Regions from separate parts of the Mus musculus genome. Here all the other regions are linked to region 1. A link is a contact called in public HiChIP or PLAC-seq and promoter capture Hi-C data. All regions are on one chromosome and are shown on one strand. The core of a region is the stretch at or near the end of the contact, and the rest is flanking DNA. Distances in the headings are between cores, read along the strand shown.

What was found. HiChIP or PLAC-seq counts read pairs in DNA pulled down with a chosen protein or histone mark. Capture Hi-C pulls out chosen DNA fragments and counts their contacts.
Region 2: a promoter capture Hi-C map of liver shows a contact between it and region 1. The contact joins the promoter of Zfp426 here to the promoter of Olfm2 in region 1. A contact is called at or near these places in 4 of 39 promoter capture datasets (the 3T3-L1 cell line, the C10 cell line, embryonic stem cells and 1 more), 1 of 484 Hi-C or Micro-C datasets (liver), 6 of 115 datasets of contacts at active chromatin or transcription factors (acute myeloid leukemia, embryonic midbrain, embryonic stem cells and 2 more) and 2 of 9 other capture datasets (adipose tissue and liver).
Region 3: a contact with region 1 is called in a promoter capture Hi-C map of liver. The contact joins the promoter of Zfp266 here to the promoter of Olfm2 in region 1. A contact is called at or near these places in 5 of 39 promoter capture datasets (cranial neural crest, embryonic stem cells, hippocampal neurons and 2 more), 2 of 484 Hi-C or Micro-C datasets (embryonic stem cells and nephron progenitors), 6 of 115 datasets of contacts at active chromatin or transcription factors (double positive thymocytes, effector CD8 T cells, embryonic stem cells and 1 more) and 1 of 9 other capture datasets (liver).
Region 4: a contact with region 1 is called in an H3K4me3 HiChIP or PLAC-seq map of embryonic stem cells, with 17 read pairs. The contact joins the promoter of Ppan here to the promoter of Olfm2 in region 1. A contact is called at or near these places in 3 of 39 promoter capture datasets (embryonic stem cells, neural stem cells and stem cell-derived epiblast-like cells), 10 of 484 Hi-C or Micro-C datasets (adipose-derived mesenchymal stem cells, cortical neurons, embryonic fibroblasts and 3 more), 9 of 115 datasets of contacts at active chromatin or transcription factors (the NIH/3T3 cell line, astrocytes, embryonic stem cells and 4 more) and 2 of 9 other capture datasets (adipose tissue and embryonic stem cells).
Region 5: an H3K4me3 HiChIP or PLAC-seq map of embryonic stem cells shows a contact between it and region 1, with 20 read pairs. The contact joins the promoter of Shfl here to the promoter of Olfm2 in region 1. A contact is called at or near these places in 17 of 39 promoter capture datasets (the 3T3-L1 cell line, 3T3-L1-derived adipocytes, the C10 cell line and 10 more), 6 of 484 Hi-C or Micro-C datasets (B cells, the C2C12 cell line, embryonic fibroblasts and 2 more), 13 of 115 datasets of contacts at active chromatin or transcription factors (the NIH/3T3 cell line, SST interneurons, VIP interneurons and 7 more) and 3 of 9 other capture datasets (adipose tissue, embryonic stem cells and pancreatic islet).

What each region holds. Positions count from the first base shown.
Region 1 is chr9:20,725,150-20,728,778 of GRCm38.p6, forward strand. It overlaps Olfm2 (olfactomedin 2), which reads right to left and starts at 1,854. Exons shown (of 6, transcript NM_001357635.1): 1 at 1,497-1,854. The coding sequence starts at 1,631. Gm39299 (a long non-coding RNA gene) reads left to right here and starts at 2,500. Exons shown (of 4, transcript XR_003948292.1): 1 at 2,500-3,041.
Region 2 is chr9:20,490,827-20,494,455 of GRCm38.p6, forward strand. It overlaps Zfp426 (zinc finger protein 426), which reads right to left and starts at 1,920. Exons shown (of 9, transcript NM_001110309.1): 1 at 1,872-1,920; 2 at 1,560-1,625.
Region 3 is chr9:20,519,799-20,523,427 of GRCm38.p6, forward strand. It overlaps Zfp266 (zinc finger protein 266), which reads right to left and starts at 1,621. Exons shown (of 9, transcript NM_001082485.1): 1 at 1,546-1,621; 2 at 1,222-1,321.
Region 4 is chr9:20,886,191-20,889,819 of GRCm38.p6, forward strand. It overlaps Ppan (peter pan homolog), which reads left to right and starts at 1,985. Exons shown (of 11, transcript NM_145610.2): 1 at 1,985-2,127; 2 at 2,217-2,387; 3 at 3,148-3,249; 4 at 3,444-3,494; 5 at 3,581-3,629. The coding sequence starts at 2,110. LOC115487308 (a small nucleolar RNA gene) reads left to right here and starts at 3,294; the gene lies at 3,294-3,378.
Region 5 is chr9:20,866,625-20,870,253 of GRCm38.p6, forward strand. It overlaps Shfl (shiftless antiviral inhibitor of ribosomal frameshifting), which reads left to right and starts at 2,018. Exons shown (of 8, transcript NM_175687.2): 1 at 2,018-2,312; 2 at 2,706-2,829; 3 at 2,980-3,029. The coding sequence starts at 2,292.

The DNA of each region.
Region 1 (3,629 bases), core at 604-3,103:
CACCCCACTGTGACAGCAACACTCAGAAGGCTCTGTTACACCTGTACACTCAAACTCATGTCACATAATGAATCCACACCCACAGTCAGGGATAAACAACTGCAGACACAGTCAGACATATGTCCATCCAAAAACAATCACACAGGGACACACCCACACTGGGAGAATATACCTACACCCTTATGTCAGAGACACACTAAAGTTTCTCTTCACCGCCCACCCCAAACCCCCAAACCACAGGCTCAGACAGACACAACAAGACATACCTAAACAATGACACTTGATGTCACAGACACACAAAAAGACACCATATTTCAAAGAACTGCAAGTCTGAGGAGCTGGTCTGAAAGCTTGCTGTTTGTGTCAAGTGCCATATGTCCCCTGGCCCCAGGGCTGGGCCCTGCCCTGGACTCAAAGAGCTGCTGCCCCCACCCCTTCACACTCCACAGCTGTAGCTTTTGAGAGCAAAGTCTTTTTTTGGCCAGGAGGAGAGGGGTTATTCTGGATGCATAAGGGTCTGTCCAGATTGTAACAATATGAAAGGGGAATAGTGAGGGAGTCAGATGGATGGAATTGAGGGGAGTCGCACAAACAGACTGAAGATCAGAGGGGCTTCCATAGGGACAGGAACAGGGCATGAGGGAAGTTTTCAATAGAAGAGCATCTTTCTTTCCCTGTCAACAAGACAGAGCCACCATGATTAAAAAGACTGAGTGTGTCCCTCTCCATCCCTGTGAACTACCAGCAGGGGAGAGAAGGGGGATGATAGAACAGAATGGGGGGCTGAGGAGCTTCTGTCTAGGTTCGAGCCTGCGCGCACCCTCCCCCCATCTCCAAAGGTGAGGAGTTAGGGAGATCAATAGTCAGTACTCCAGGAGACAAATCCTGGGAACGAAGACGCTGGTACCAGGTGCAGGGGAAAGAGAGAGCCAGGCAGAAAAAGAAAAAGAAAAAAGACACACTAAGTCAGAAAGAAAGACGGAAATAGAAGGGAGGGGGGAGAGACGCAGGGAAGGGGAGGGAGAACAGTACTCAGTGACACTTAGACAGAGTCCCACAGGCTGAAGACATATGGAGACTTCGAGATGTCCCCTAATCACTCCAACATAGAAGAACACCCTCTTGGCTCCCCCAAACCGCCCAGCTCCGCCCCACTCTGCCGGGATCTGGTTCAATTCCGCAGCCCTGCCGCCTCCGCCTGGGGCTGGAGCCAGCTTGGTACCCCAGTGGCACTAGCAGGTCCCCTCAGAGAGGACTCTAGCCCAGCAAATGCAATCATCAAACCCAGAGCTATGCCGGGCGCGGGGCTCCCTTGTGCCTCGGGGTCCAGCCCGGGACCCCCAAGAGACCACGTCCCCTCGAGATGACATTCCCGCCTGAACCCGAGATTCTGTCACTTTGGGGCTGTGAGGGTCCCTTTCCCAGGAGCTGCCGTGGGGTCTGCGGGCACCACGCCCCCCCAAGCCGGAGCGCCCCCCAGCCGGCTGGCCACTCACGATTTTCTCCGAAGAGCCCGCACGGGACACGGTGCTGTTGAGTCCCACGAGCGAGGGCAGCGTCTGCGACATCCAGTTAGTGACCATGGCCATGGTGCTCAGCACCGCCCCGATCTTGAGCAGCGGCACCGACATCGCGCCCCTCGCCTCATGCCCCGCGCCACCACCCCAAAAAAGCAGGTGTTCAGTCCCTTTTGCTCGGCACTCAAGCTGTCGCTTACCCACCCCAGTGGGGTGGAGGGGTGGGGGATCCCGATGGCGAGATGACCAGGTCCAAGGGGGCGGTGGCCGGTGGGATGGGGTGACACTGGGGACGCGCTCGGCTGCGGCTCCGCGCGCCTCGCGGGCTCAGCTTTATAAGGCGCCGGCTCGGCCACCCCCTCCCGCGCCACCGCCGGGCACTTCCAGCCGCCGTGACGTCACGGCTCCGGCCCTAGAGCCAGCAGGGCTGGGGGGAGAATGGGAGTGCACCCACTCCGACCCCCACTTCCCCGCAGAGCCTCTGGCGGACCTTCTCCCACCTGCAGAAGTGGGGACATCCCCTGCCAGCAACACCCTCGCCACCTCCCCCCATCCCCGCCGCCGCGGCATCCCCGGCCCCGCCCCCCCAGCCAAATCCTCCATCCTCGCTCGAGTCCCCTCGGTAGCTTAGTGGTGATCCCAGGGCTCCCCAGCACGCAACACCCCCTCTCCAAAACCCCTACGTTTCAGGGCGAAAAAATCCAGCCCACACCTTCCACCCAAAACTGACAGGGGGTGGAGGTCGGGTGTCTCCACCCACCTGATCGGTCGGGTGCAGAGCCCGGTCCCGAGCCCGCAACGCACAGAGAGCAGTGCGGGACGGACTTCGGTGCTCTCCCGAGCTCCGAGACTCTTTTCTCCTGGCTTTCCTGGTCCCCAGATCATTCTGAAGGGGATCCCTCTGTGGATTCCAGACCAGGAAAGCCCAGGGTGGCCGGTACAGACTCTGGAGTGTGGGTGACCTGGGAAGCGAGATGCTTTCCCCTGCGCATCCGAGGGCGGCGGTGCCACCCGGGACTGTCGTGAACCCAGACAGTTCTTTTTGCAGACAGGTCCCAACGCACGGTTTGACTCACAACTTGAACTTGGGGTGGGAGGCGGGGAACTAAGACCTCGGGTCTCCTCCAGCCCCCAGGGACCTGCACTGGGCTGGTGCCCTGGTGAGGGAGGCTGGAAAACGCAGCAGGCGGCAGGGCCGGGCGAGGAGCACCCGCGCGGTCGCCTCTCTTCGGTTTCGCACTCTCGCCCCCTCCTGGCGTCCCCGCATCACCTCCCGCCGCCGCCGCCGCCGCCGTCGCCCTCGGCCGGCGGCCGCCGCCGTCTGGAGGCGGCGATGACTCAGGCCTTTACCTCGCTGGCCGCTTACGGAGCCGGAAGCTCCCAACCTCGAAGTGCTGGGGGTCCTGAACTGTCTGAACTCCACTGAGAAGCAGGTTCAGCCCCTACCTGACCTCCAGCAATAGTTGTTCCGGTCTGTCTCAGTTTCCTCATCTGTAAAGTGGTTCTGGGGGCCTGATGGGTCAGGTATGTGTAAGAAGCCAGAGGTAGCCTGCCGCTCAACTCAAGAACACCGCGTTATGGAGACAGACAGGACTTGAGGAAGGGCTGGGGAGGTCTGGGGGTGGGGGGAAGCAATGGCTGAGTGTGTAAAAGTGCTTACCACAGAGCCTGGTAACCTGAGCTGGATCTCTGAAGAGGAAAGTGTCCCCCAAAGTGTCCTCTGACCTCCACTTGAAGGCTGTGGCCATACGGCCACCCATCCCACCACGTTAGCACTTTAAATAAGTGTAAAAAGAAATTTGAGTGACATAGGAAACAAAAGAAGGAAAGTACAAATAGGTATCAGAAGGGGGTGGGTGGAGACTAAGGAAGAGTAGATTGTGCAAGACCTGTGTGCCTGAGTGAGGAGGCCAGAGGTATACATGGACTGTCTTCCTCGGTGCCCCTCTCTGCCTTGTTTTATTAGTTAATTGATTTTATTTAGTCTTTTTAGTAAGTTAGTTTTGAGACACAGTCTCTCTGTGTAGCTCTGGCTCAGACTAAAGGCATGGGCTACCAAACCCGCCTGCACCTAAATTTTTGACAAGGTCTCTCACTGTACTTGGGGCTCCC
Region 2 (3,629 bases), core at 670-3,169, 230 kb before region 1:
CATGGTAGGCAAGTATTCTATTCCTGAGCTATATCCTCAGCCAGTTCTTGATTTCCTTCTTTTCTTTTGTAAAGACAAGATCATGTGGTTCAGGCTGGCCTACAACCTACTATGTGACCGAGGCTGACCCTGAACTCCTAATGCTCCAGCTTCTATCCGCAGAGAGCTGGGATCAAAATCAAGTGAGCTACTGCACTCAGTTTATGTGGTACTAGGAACTGAACCTAGGGGTCTGTGGATAACACACAAACACTCTATCAACTGAGCTGAATACCCAAATAACTCTATTCTTTAATTTTCTTGATTGAATCTAATAATATTTTGCTTTCAGTAAGACAATGTCCTAATCTAGGTGGTACATTACCAAGTATTTAACAGTCAAGTGTTGTATCTATTATTGTTTATTCGGAGATAGGGGTATAACTATGCAGACTGGACTGGCCTGAAACTATGTAACTATCCTGGCATAGAAATCATGTTCTGGGGCTGGAGAGATGGCTCAGTGGTTAAGAGCACTGGCTGCTTTTCCAGAGGTCCTGAGTTCATATCCCAGCAACCACATGGTGGCTCACAACCATCTACAATGAGATCTGATGCCCTCTTCTGGTGTGTCTGAAGACAGTGACAGTGTGGTCACATATATAAAATAAATAAATCTAAAAAAAGAAAGAAAGAAAAGAAAAGAAATCATGTTCCTATTGCTCCAACTCCTGAGATCACTGCTATGTGCTACCATGTTGCCCTTTATTTTCAGTTTACATCTTAGCAAACAAGTCACCATACAATATATCTTGCTGGGGAAAGAGTAGACACGGACTGCTGCAAGAGGTGACTGCAGCATAACAGATACTGGACCATCAAATATGCTAGTACGTCTAAGTTTTTTTTAAAAAGAGAAATGGGGGGGGGGGGATTGTTGGGGAGAGAACACTAATTTATCAATCTTCTTAATAGTTAATTCTATGATTTTTAATAATCTAGCTTTCCACATTTCTTCTGTGAGCTCCAAGCAGTTTAGTGATGAACAGATCTAAGAACGAAGAGAAAAGTATGTGTATCACGCACAAGGCCCTGAATGGACCACTAGCACAGAGAGATAAAGGGATGAGGAAACAAACACAGGCCTAGGAACTTTGGAGGTGGAAAAAAGCTCACTATTATTGTTTGTTAGGTTTTTGCTTGTTTGTTTTTTAATAAATACAGTATTTCACCACGTAGCACTGGTTGGCCTGGAACTCATTTTGTACACCAGACTAGCCAAGAACTCACAGAAATCCTTTTGCCACCTGTGTGCCGTGAGTAAAGGCTTGCCCGCTAGGTTTTTATGAATGGGCTGGAGGTCTACCAATGTTTATATTCTCTCAAGAAAGACGTACATTCGAAGTAACTAAGAAATTTGTCTCTGTATCTGAAACTAATGGTCAAAATAAAACACGCACTCACTAAATAAAGTACAATCTAACAATATGAATTAAGTTCTCACCCCGACATTCGTCTCTAATATTTTTTTAAAAGGGAATACGGCTTTTTCCAAAAGCGACCTTTCACTGAGTGCTCACCAGAGGCGCTGAAATCGCAAGGTGTATGGCGCTGATCACTCCAACTACTCCGGCAAAATTTCATTTCTGAGGAGAAAAATAAAAGAGCCTTTCGCACAGAATTTGCTTGGGCGGCTTTTGAAGAGCAGCATCGTAGCCGCAGCCATCGCCAGGCCCGCCCTCTGGGCACTTCCCCAGCCTGGCGACTGACAGCCAGAGAGGACTCAGGCTTGGCCGCGCCCGGAGGCGCCGTGGCAAGCGGAGCAGAGCTCTGCACTCTCGTTCTCTATCTCCCCCTCCGCCTCCAGGTAGTCCTTGTACCGCAGAACTCACGAATGCCAGGCAACTCCGCAACTCTTCAGTGCAGATAAGAGCCGGAAGAGACGGGCGCGGGCATGACGTCACTTCCGCTCGCGCTCGGTCTGCTGCAGAGCCAGGCCCGGGAGTCTACCTCGGTTGAATTCCTGTCAGATTTCTAGTTTCTCCGCAGTGTCAGGGCGGAGGGGCTGTAAGGGCTTCACCGCGGGAGCTGGAGGCCGACGCTGGTCTCCAGGACAAGACAGAATTAGAATCCAGGCTGTGAGCCGGGCAACGGTGGTGCCAGGACCAGTAAGTCCTTTAACCACAGGGTTTCTTGTGGGTACCCAGCGTCCGCTCAGGAAATTTTTTTGCCTGCCATCGCTGCATTCTTAGAACCCTTGCTTTCTAGTGCACCCTAGTCCAGTAGGAAACAGAAGGCAGTCTCGCTTCCGTAATCATCTAGACCTCTCAAGATGTTGAAATTGTATTTCGTAGGCTGCGACCATAAAGGGTGCTTCAACAGATTTACCCTACCTAAGCCCATTCCACCAGCCTCAGGAGCCCAATGGAAATAACTGGGTTTCTGACTGAGAATCCTGAAGTAGTTACTGGGTGGGTCTTGAACTCGTCTTAACCGCGTATCTGCATCTTTCCCAGCAACTGTTTTCCCAAGTCCCCGGTTCTATTGAATGCCCTAAGCAAACAGTAAGCTCAAATCCGGGTTTTTGTCATCTCAAGTCACAGGAAAAATGCCCAGTCACTCAGATTCGACACTCCTGGTTACTGATGGTCCCTAATAACATGAATGAAGAGCCAGTTTAACCACGCAACAGTTGAGAGGCTGAAAACTGTAATGTTACTAGGCTGAATTCTGCTGACATCTGTTGGTCAATGCGAGTCAAAGAGAAATGAAGCTATAATCACTTTCTGACGAAAGTAAAAGCATTTATGGCCCTGATCTATTACAGGATGCAAGATCAGTTTGTCAAGAGACCCATTTACCCTCTCTGCCATGAACTTGCTCAACCAGGGGCTTGCGTTGCTTCAGAAACAATATGCCAGTATGACTTCTCAGTGAAAAGGCAGACTTTCTTACTGCACACTTAGAGCTCAAGGAAAAGCTCTTTACTAAAGCACATGGCCAAATATGAGTTGACCTCAAATGTAATTATATATACCTTAGAGTTAGGCATTTTACACACACTCATCCTTAAAACCTCTAGGTCCCAGCCCCTGATTAGACTTTGAACAATTTAAGAGACAGGAGACTACAAGTCTAGCCACTTGGTCAGATGGGTTATTTACACAAAAATATTGCCAAGATTATTTAAGTACACCAGTGTTGTTCTTTTCAAATAGATCTGACCCAGGGTCATGTTGCCCAGCTGGCAAAAAAAAAAAAAAATTTTTTTTAAAGAAAGGAACTGGGGTGTGGGCTGGAGAGATGGTTCAGCGGTTAAGAGCACTAACTGCTTGTCTTAGTGTCAGGGTTTCTATTCCTGCACAAACATCATGACCAAGAAGCAAGTTGGGGAGGGAAGGGTTTCAGCTTACAATTCCACACTGGACTGGAACTCAAGCAGGTCAGGAAGCAGGAGCTGATGCAGAGGCCATGGAGGGATGTTTCTTACTGGCTTGCTTCCACTGGCTTGCTCAGCTTGCTTTCTTATAGAACCCAAGACTATCAGCCCAGAGATGGCACCACCCACAAGGGGCCTTTCCCCCTTGATCACTAATTGAGAAAATGCCTTACAAGTGGATCTCATGGAGGCATTTCCCCAACTGAAGCTC
Region 3 (3,629 bases), core at 371-2,870, 210 kb before region 1:
ATACCACTTCACTCAGAAATCCAAGCATCAGTTAGTCTACAGTGAAAAAAAATCAAAAATGGAGAAAAAAATTTAAATGGAGAAAAATGCCAACAGAAACAAACCATCGAAATGCGAAAATGCATACCTCCTTAAAAAGTTACTATAACAAACAACATGACCTACCCTAGGTTCAAAGATCCTAAAAAGGTATCTGAAAATTTCAATATAAGAACCTTAAAATGGGGGTTGAAGACTTAGTTAAAAGTACATACGGCTCTTCCAGAACCAGAGATCTGGTTCCCAGCACCACACCGGCACCGCACCAGGTGGCTCACAACCTCCTGTAACGCAGCTGTAGGGAGCCAAGGCCCTTTGTGACATCCAGGGGCACTGCACTCAAGGCAGAAACCCACACCCCACACATAAACAGATAACAACTTAAAATAGATTAAATAACAGCAAAAATGCCTTAAAGAGGTCTTGGTTTATAGCTCAGTAAGAGAGCTTACTAAACATGCACAAAGCCCTAGATTCAATTCCCACTATTAGAAAAACAAAGAAACTTTGAAAAGATCTTAGATGCAAAAACACCCAAAAACTTATAACAATGAAGAATTCTGATTTCACACAAAGAAGATATTAGATAATATTAATTTTTTATTATCTTGGCTGAAAGATCAGTATTTACGGTCTTACTGGGTCAGTATCTTCTTTTTTTTTTTTTTTAGAAAATGTATTACCCCGTTATGTAAAAAAATCATGCCTGAAATTCCCAACCTATTCTCAAATAGTTCAACATAAACTGTATTTTAATTTTCCTTGAAAAACCAACCAGTTTAATCAGTACTAACCTAACAAAGCCTCCATTTTTTAAAGTCTGCAAGGAGGCACAGGCCTACAACATTCAGACAATAGCTAACTATTTGGGCTAGGGTGTAGCTCAGCAGGAGAGTGCTTAGCATCATGAGGCTCTGAGTTGCGGCCCCAGCATCAAATCAAGAGTAACTTGTTATCCTTACTTTTCTTCAACACAAAGACCCGGGTCTTTGTACGTTTATATTTATATACAGATAAATGCACTCTGCGAAAGTCTACAACGAAGTTGCCTTTTTAAAAAAATCAGAATGCAATGTGTCTCAGGTAAACATAGGTCCCACGAAAGCGAAATAATCGGATAAAGCATTCCTTTCCATACACACACAAAAAGAAAAACAAGAGGAAAAGGCTGCCCTCACCCACCTTTCAGCCAAAGCTCGGCTCCCCCAAACAGAATCGCCCGGTCCAAGAATGGAAAATGCAGCGTCTCAATGTGATACCAATGGCGAAAAGTCTATTCTTTCTGGGGAGGAAAATAATTCCACGAAGGTTACTTTACACCGGCTTTAGAAGAAAGGTGGGTGCAAACAGCTCAGGGCTGAGTCGGGATGCGCACTCGGGCCGCGGCACCCGGGAAGGCTGCAGAGCCCGGGAAGCCGCGGGACCCCGCGAGCAGAGCTCGGCCCGCCTCCCCGCACAGGCCTACCGAGTCCTCGCCCTCCCCGCGCCGCCCCCGCAGCTCCTCACCGAATCCTCACCGAGCGCTGCGTGGAGAGCCCTCGGACAAACGCCGAGAAGGACTCAGAGCTCGGAGAAAAGGGGGGGCTGGCCGTGACGTCACTTCCATTTCCGGCTCGGAGTTCTCAGCCACGTTGGAGCTCTCCAAGCTGGAGAGAAAAACTTGTTTGTTCCAGCGTCCCGACAGTTGCACCCTTTTTCGGGTGGGTTCATAAGGGGCGTTGAGACAGGAAAAGAGCCGAGAGGTCGAGATCAGAAGCGAGACCTTGAAGGGGGAGCAGTGCGGGGGCGGGGCGAGAGGCGGGACCAGGCCGGGGTGCGCCTCGGTTGATGGCGGACCGGTGGGGCGAGGATGGGTGTGGGGACGCCCCGGTGGAGATGCTGCTGACAAAAGCTTTTCTCTCCCGCCTCTCCCTCACGCTCGCGATGCCCTTAGCCATGTTGCACAATCTGCCAACCCAGGAAAAATGATCCGTTTGGTCCATTCAGTTAGTGCTGTCTCCAGACACCTTTATGTCGACCTGTCTTTGTGTGTCTCTGGACTCTGCTAACACCTCAGTCCTTGATTCCATCACGTTTTCACCACCCAGGGCTGTTAGTAGAGCCCGGACTAGCATCACGAAGCCCTGGGATCCATCGCCAGTACCGTAGATGGTACTAGTGGTGCTTGGGAGAAGAAGACAAAGTTCAAGGCCATCCTTGGCTACATAGTAAATTCAAGGCCAGTCTGTCTGGGATACATGAAACCCTGTATCCAAAATGCTTAGTTCCTAACATCTTTTCCTGATTTTTCGTGATAATGGGGTGTGTGTATGTGTGTGCATGGTTTAACAGAGTAAGCAGGCATGTACATGGCAATGTATGGAGGTCAGGGGACAACTTTCAGGCGTCCGTTATCACCATGGGTTTCAGCAATGGAAGTCAGCTTCTCTTTCACCCACTGAGCCAGCTTTTTGGCCCAAACGACTTAATTTTTAGAGACAGTTTAACAGCTTGGGTGTTTTCTATTTTTGGAATAATTCAGAGTAAAACTAGGTCAGGCATAGTGATATGCACCTTTAACAGCCCTCAGGAGGCAAACACAAGTGGATCTCTGTGAGTTCAAGGCCAGAAAGAGTTATAAACTACTTCATAGTTTCACATGGATCCTATATGGATACTAGCTTTGTGTGTGTGTGTGTGTGTGTGTGTGTGTGTGTGTGTGTGTGTGTCTCATATGGCTGTGACTGTGAATATAAGACATGAACCTAGAAAGGGGACCATGAATGGGAGATCAAAAGATGTTTTAAAGAAATGGAGAAGTTGGTCTGGAGAGATTGCTCAGTGGTTAAGAACCTTTGTTGCTCTTCCAAAGGACCCTGGTTCAGTTCCCAGTACGCATATGGCAGCCTACAAGTGTCTGTAACTCCTTTTCCAGTATACCTGATACCTCTTTTGTTCTCCATGGACATGAGACAAGCATGCAATGCCCAGACATACATGCAGGAAAAGCACCCATACATCAATAATAATAATAAATAGAAATAAAGGCATTAAATTGGGAGGAAGAGAAGGGTACATTTTGGGGAGGTGGGAACTGTGGAAGGAAATGACAGTCAACCAAAACAAGGTATGAATAGAAATGCCTAATGAAACCTTGTTGCTCTGCTGACTAAAAAACAGGCAAGGGGCCAGGCGTGGTGGCACACGCCTTTAATCCCAGCACTTGGGAGGCAGAGGCAGGCGGATTTCTGAGTTCGAGGTTAGCCTGGTCTACAAAGTGAGTTCTAGGACAGCCAAAAAAAGCATGCAAGGGGCTAGAGAGATGGTTCAGCAGTTAAGAGTTCTTGCAGCTCCTTCTTAGGGGATGAGTTTGCATCCCTGCATCCCAGCATCCATGTCAGGCAGCTCCTTAGTTAACAACCATTAATAACTGCAGCTCCAGTGGATCCTCAGATCCTCTTCTGAAATCTGCAGCCACCCACACAAATACACACATACACATAAATAAAAATCTTTTGGGTGAGTTCAAGGCCAGCCTCGTCTACAGAACAAGTTCCAGGATATCCAGGGCTACACAGAGAGACCCTGTTTTGAAAAACCAAACTAAACCA
Region 4 (3,629 bases), core at 735-3,234, 160 kb after region 1:
AGCTACACTGACAGTTGGTGGTAATGTTGTAAGGGGAGGGGAAAGGATAGGAAGCTAGGAAGCCAGATGGCTCAGTGGTTAAGAGCACTGACTGTCCTTCCAGAGGTCCTGAGTTCAATTCCCAACGTCTACATGGTGGCTCACAACCATCTGTAATGGGATCTGATGCCCTCCTCTGGTATGTCTGAAGACAGTTACAATGTACTCATATACATAAAATAATTCTTTAAAAAAAAATAGGAAGCCAGATGGGGTGGGAAGGCAAAATAGGAGGTGCAGAGGGAGATCCTAAAAGGGACATAAGATGCTAAGCCTTGGGGTGAATGCTCTTCCCTTCACTGAAGGACTTTTGGGAAGAGCCCAAGGTTCTGCAATTGAGATGGGGGTGGGGGGTGGGGTTAAAGGGAGAGAGGAAGGTTTGAAAGATTCAGAGTGCTTGCCTTCCAGAGGAAGTTTCCACACTTCTGCCCATCTGCAGACAGGATTTTGGGGAGCAAAGATGGCCCTCAGGATCTGACAGACAACTGCGTGAGCCCCAAGTGTCAGGGACCACTGTGCCCAGGATCAGGACTGCATCTTTATTCACAGAAGGCAGGGTGCCAGGATACTTAGTTGGGGGTATGTTAAGGGCCTCAGAATAGAGGAATGGCTGTTAAGATACAACAGATGGGACTAGCAGAAGAATGAGCGAGAGAGAAGTGGGGGCAGGAACAAAGGAAGGAAATAGATGCAAGGAAGAAAGAGAAAATGAAGGAGTCAAACTAAAGATGAATGAAAAACATAAGGGAATCCAATACTGGTAAGCTGACGTCACTGGCCGATAAAATTGCCTGGAGAGCTAGCTCAGGGTTAAGAGCACTAGCTGCTCTTACAGAGGACCCAGGTTCAATCCCTAGCACCCACATGGCAACTCACAACCATCTGTAACTCCAGCTCCTTTTTCAGAAGTGACACACAAACATCTGTGCATGCAAAATACCCATGAGCATAACACAATTATATTTTAAAACATTTTAGAGGTCTGGCAAGATGACTTAGTTGAGTAGAGACACCTACCACCAAGTCTGAGGATCTGAACTCCATCTCCAGGCCTCATATGGCAAAAGGAAAGAACCAACTCTTTTTTTAAAGAGTTATTTATTATATGTAAGTACACTGTAACTGTCTTCAGAAACACCGGAAGAGGGCGTCAGAACTCATTATGGTTGGGAGCCACCTTGGGGTTGCTGGGATTTGAGCTCAGGGCTTTCGGAAGAGCAGTCAGTGCTCTTAACCGTTGAACCATCTCTTCAGCCTGAGAACCAACTCTTAAAAATGACCCTCTGATCTCCTCATATGCACCACCACAGATTGGCCTAGTCGGCCATCACTGGAAAGAGAGGCCCATTGGACACGCAAACTGTATATGCCCCAGTACAGGGGAACGCCAGGGCCAAAAAAAAAAAAAAAATGGGAATGGGTGGGTAGGGAAGTGGGGGGGAGGGTATGGGGGACTTTTGGGATAGCATTGGAAATGTAACTGAGGAAAATATGTAATAAAAAATATTTAAAAATAAATAAATAAATACAATCTATTTGGAGAGGGGGTGGACATGGTGGTACAAGTCTTTAGTTCCTGTCCTTGGAAGATACGGGCCCACGGATCTGTGTGAGTTTAGTCAGCCAGGAAGGGTGGCACATGCCTCTAATCCCAGCGCTCAGTGTACGCACGCGGATCTCTGTTAGTTGCAGGCCAGCGTGGGCTGCGTGAGATCCTGTTTCAGAATAAAAAACTGAAAGGCCAAACAAAGGGGGCAGTACGCTTGCCGAAACGTTCAGGATAGGGACTCGAACCCTCAAATAATTGTGAGGCCCCTCTCTTTTGTGCAAAAAGGACCACGGCATCTTTATAAAGACCCCTGGAAAGGATTCTCGGTCCTTTAAGCCGTCCGGAGCCAAGGACCGTTGGATGACGTCACTGGCCGGCACGCAGGAAGTGGGAAGAGTTACGAGCCGCGTGGCACCGGAAGTTGGCCACGTAAAGTCCGTCCTCTTTGCGTCTCCTGCACGGAAGTGAGCGGTGTGCGCCGGAAGCGAATACAGAGGCTGCCTCGTGGGGAAGCAGGCAGCATGGGGCAGTCCGGGCGGGTGAGGCGCGGCGGCCTGGGCGGGCATGGGGCACTGGTGGGGTCGCGGCCGAAGCTTGGGCGCTCACCGCCTGCCTGTCGTCCCCGCAGTCCCGACATCAGAAGCGCAATCGCGCCCAGGCGCAGCTCCGCAACCTCGAGTCCTACGCTGCACAGCCGCACTCGTTCGTGTTCACGCGAGGCCGAGCGGGTCGCAATGTCCGGCAGCTCAGCCTGGATGTGCGGCGGGTCATGGAACCTCTCACCGCTACCCGCCTGCAGGTCTGTATCCCTCAGCCCTTCAGCTCCAGGTTCGGGGCTCGGCATCTTGGCGAGGACTTGGGGCCAGAAGCTGAGCGCCTGCCTTCCATGTGGGAGGGCTTGGCTGAATCCCCAGCACCTCTGACCCAGGCTTAATGGTGTGCAGGCGAAATCGGGAATAGAATCGAGGGGGAAGATCACCATAGAGACCATCTGTGGTTACATAGTGAGGTCTTGTGTAAAAAACGGAAAGTCATACTTTGGGGGCAATCGCTAGGTGACTCAGTGGGAAAGGGGGCTTGCTGTTAAACTGTAGTTCAATTCCTGTGCCCCACGTAGTGGAGGGGGTGAAACAGCTCCTGAAGTCCTCTGACCTCCATCTTTGCGTCCCTCCCAACAGGCTTGTAAAAAATACTTTTTAAAGAGTATTTTTGAGTGCTGGGGCAATAGTTTAGGGGTACAGGTAAAACCCCAATACCTCCAGAAAGGAGTGTGTGGTCAGAAATACCATCTCAGAATAATCGTTTAAACGTCTTCTCTCAATGTTTGTGTCCGTTTCTTTTTTTTTTTTTTAAAGATTTATTTATTTATTATATGTAAGTACACTGTAGCTGTCTTCAGACACTCCAGAAGAGGGTCTCAGGTCTCATTACAGATGGTTGTGAGCCACCATGTGGTTGCTGGGATTTGAACTCTGGACCTTCGGAAGAACAGTCGGGTGCTCTTACCCACTGAGCCATCTCACCAGCCCCTTGTGTCCGTTTCTTTCTCCATTTATCAGGTTCGAAAGAAGAACTCCCTGAAGGACTGTGTGGCAGTGGCTGGCCCCCTGGGGGTCACACACTTCCTTATTTTGACCAAAACAGATAACAGTGTATACTTGGTGAGTGCGCGCCACACCGTCCCTTTCCCTCCCTGAGCCCCAGCTGCTCCTGTCTGATGATGAGCCCATTGCCCTGAGCTCTTGTGATGCTGGCTTCAAAGTAAACGCTCTGAAGTGAAGGAGCAGGGCTTTCCCTTCTCTCGCCCCACCCGCCAGCCAGACCCCTGCACCCTCACCCACCCTTTCTTTGGCAGAAGCTGATGCGGCTCCCAGGAGGCCCCACTTTGACGTTCCAGATCAGCAAGGTGAGAAGGGTAGATATGAGAGCCCGGCTTGCCTGGGGAGGGCCCTGGTCACACGGGTGCTTAGCCTCTCTTCTCCCTCCTTTCAGTATACACTGATACGGGACGTGGTCTCTTCCCTGCGCCGACACCGGATGC
Region 5 (3,629 bases), core at 768-3,267, 140 kb after region 1:
AACAACTAAGCTACAGCCCAGCCCTGATTTTTACTACTTTTTTTATTTTTCCTTTTTTGGTTTTTGGTTTTTCAAGACAGAGTCTCTCTGTGTAGTCTTGGCCATCCTAGAACTCACTTTGTAGATCAAGGTGGCCTCAAACTCACAGAAATCCACCTGCCTCCGGAGTGCTGGGATTAAAAGTGTGCACCAGCACCACCTGGCTCTGGGTTTTACTTTTGATTGGCACGTGTCTGCACATTTTTGGGCACTACAGTGAGACTTTTTGCCACCAGTGATCATGAAATAATGATAGAAACGGCATACTAGCCTGGCCAGCACAGCAGAGTTCTTCCTGTGGCTCTGCAGGGTCTCTTCTAGCTATTTTGAAACAGTCAGGCTGTTCCTGACCCAGTCAGCTCAATGGAATTTACTCTTGCATTCAAATTGTAACACTGTAACCCTTGACCAGGCGCTTTCCACCTTCCCACCTCTGCCCTGCCCCTCTCTGCTTCTCCAACAGTTTCTTTAGTCTCCACTGACTGAATGAGATCTTAGGCAGCTTGACATAATGCCCTCCAGCCTTATACCTGTTGCAGTAAGTAATGAGGCTTCTTCTTTCTTATGGGTGAGTAATATTCCATGGTGTGTCCACGCTGCATTTTCTTTATCCATTCACCTATTAATGGACATCGCGTGAACAATACAGCAATGCACACAGGCGCAAGTATCCGGCACTCATTAACAAGCTGGTTTCCTTTCCTACAGGCATTTTCCCCAATAGTTGACAGATCTTATGCTCATTGTATTCTGTGAGGAACTTCTATCCCACTTTCCATAACAGCTATAGTATTTCAATATAACTTATTGATGACTATCCATTTGGAGGTGTTCCTTTCAGGCTTGCGTAGAGACCAGGGCCCGATGCTCACATGATTCTCGGCTTTAGATTTACAATGTGGATTCCTTGGAGCCAGAAGTCTACAAGGGTGTAAGGGGCCAGGAGTTGGCTTTTCTTCACATTTTTACTCTGCTTCCAACCAGCATGACACTTCAAAGGTCACCTGGTGACTGATGCAATATCTATGTCCCACATTGTGCTAAGTGACATTAATCCCCCTGGAAAACCAAACACGGTGGCTCACAGCTGTAATCTCAGTGCTACAGAGCGAAGGCTGGAGGACCACCATACCATACGTTTAAGGACAGCCACGGCTATACAATGAGACCCCCAGCATTCAGAAGGTGGAAGCAGGAGGATGGTGAGTTCAAAGTCATCCTCAGCTACATAGAAAGTTCCAGAGTAACCTGGACCATAAGGGCCACCATTGAAACTATGGGGCCTGGGAAAGAGGCTGAAGGGGAGGGTAGATCAGTTTCCATTTCCCCCTCTCTGGCTTTGGTCTCCGGTTCACTGTTAAACCACCTTATCTGCACCTGTGGCATCCACCTTTGGTGGTGGTGGGAGCCAGATCACCCAGCAAAGATTTCTGTGCTCCTGGATCATAGTGAGACCCAAGCTCTGTACCGAAAGGGGCAAGGCAGAGGTTCACTGGGAAGAAGGTATTTAAACGGGGTGAAAAAGCCCAGGCCTCTTAGATTCTGGGGCCCATTCTCTGGAGAAGTCTGTAAAACTTGCTAAAAAAAAAATAATAAAAAAAATAAAAAATCTTTCATTTCATTTTGTCCTAGGATGTTCCCCTCCCCCCCCCCCTTTTTCTTTTTTTCTTTTTTGAAACTGGGTCACACATAGTCTAGGACATCCTTGAACTCCTGATCTTTTTGCATCCACCTTCCAACTGCTGGAGTGACAGGTGTGTGTCACCATGCCTATCTTGCATGCCCATTTTACAGAGGAGGAAACTGAGGCTGAGAGTGTGGGAATTAGAGAGAGAAGCCGTGGGAGTTAGAACTGCTGAGCATAGCAAAACGCCACGGTGGTCCGAAGACGCTTCGGGTTCTGCATAGGAGGAGCAGCGAGGGAGCACCGAACTGTGGTGCGGCTCCGCCCCCAAGGGGGACGTGAAGACGCGGACCCCGCGCAGCGTGGGGACATGTGACCGACTGCAGAGGCCGCGCTGCTGCGCAGGACGCGGTGAGGCGCGCTCGGAGGCCCGGGAGCACCACCCGGGAGCACTACAGGGCGCGTGAGCAGACGCGTGGCCGCAAGGCCTGCGCGGGGTCTCCTCAGGGTCCCCAGCTTTACGTAGAAACGAAACTGAAAGAGGGGCCCGAGGGAGGCGGAGCTGCGGCGACGCCACCCAGGCTTGCGAGGCCCGGACCCAGGCGCAGCCAGGTGTGCTCCGGCCACCATGGCTCAGGATGGCGTGGAGGTAGGACAGCCGCGCCACCGGCGGCGCGGAAAGGGCTCCCGGGAACACCCCTGCCCCCTGGGCTGTTTCCCTCCTCTATCCCTGGGCACAGTGGGGCTGTAGGGTCAGAGGTCAGAAGGAAAGGGGGTAACCTGGCCTGCATCCCGCCACACACACACACACACACACACACACCGCCAGACCCCAAATTCGCACCGGGGAGGCTGGGACGCGCCGCAGTCTCCACCATCCCCCAATGCCTGGAGAACTTCGGATTTTTCCAGGAAATGGCTTAAAGGGGGGGGGGGATGGGGATGCGGAGGCCAGAAGCCAGGGTCAAGTTCAGGAGAATGAAGGTGCGGGGGCTGCTCCCCGTCGCCGGCGACATCAGAGCTTATCCCCCCTCTATCCTAGTTGGAGAAGAGCGTCAGGCGCCTCCGGGAGAAGTTTCATGGGAAAGTGTCCCCCAAGAAGGCAGGGGCTCTTATGAGGAAGTTTGGCAGCGACCACACCGGAGTTGGGCGCTCTATCGTGTATGGTGAGTCAGCCCTGGTGGGGGGGACACTGAGTGGGTGTGGTTTCAGAATTGCTGTAGCGCTTTAGCGACCCTGGCTCCGTTTAACCGGAGGCTCTCCACCGCCTGGAACTCCTACACCCTTCAAGAGCCCCTCCCATGTTCTCCCACTAGGTGTCAAGCAGAAAGACGGACAGGAGCTGAGCAACGACCTGGACGCTCAGGTAACCTCCCCCTGTCCCCAAAGGAAGGGGGATTCCCATTCTCTTGTCAGAAGGAACAATCAGTGAGTGCTCCCCTTACCATCTAGGGTCCTTTCCTTTCTCAAGCAGCCTTCAAACAGTAGGTGCTCATTACATGCTGATTACCTCAAATGGAAGAGACAGGACAGTAGGATAAGGAGACTGAATGTCGAAGAAAACTCAAGGCAACCCTTTCTTGCATAAGAAGAAAGTCTGAGCTGGGCAGATCCTGGGAAGAAAGACGCCTGGACAGGAGGGATGAAGGAATCAAGGCAATATGGTTGTTTTGCTCCTCGGCTTCTGTTTGCTTGAAAGACATAGCAGAGTTTTTGTTTTGTGTAAGACAGAGTCTTTACATAGCTCAGCCCTGGACTTCCCTGAAATTCACTAGATAGGCCAGGCTGGCTTTGAACTCACAGAGATCCACTTGCCTCTGCTTACCAAGAGCAGGGGATCAAGGCGTGTACCACCTTGCTGGGCATCTAAAAGAATCCTACCAATGATATTCTTTTGCTTTAGGTCTATAAACAATATGATAAGATAATAATAATAATAGCAGGAAGTCGCCTTCATGGAGAGCAC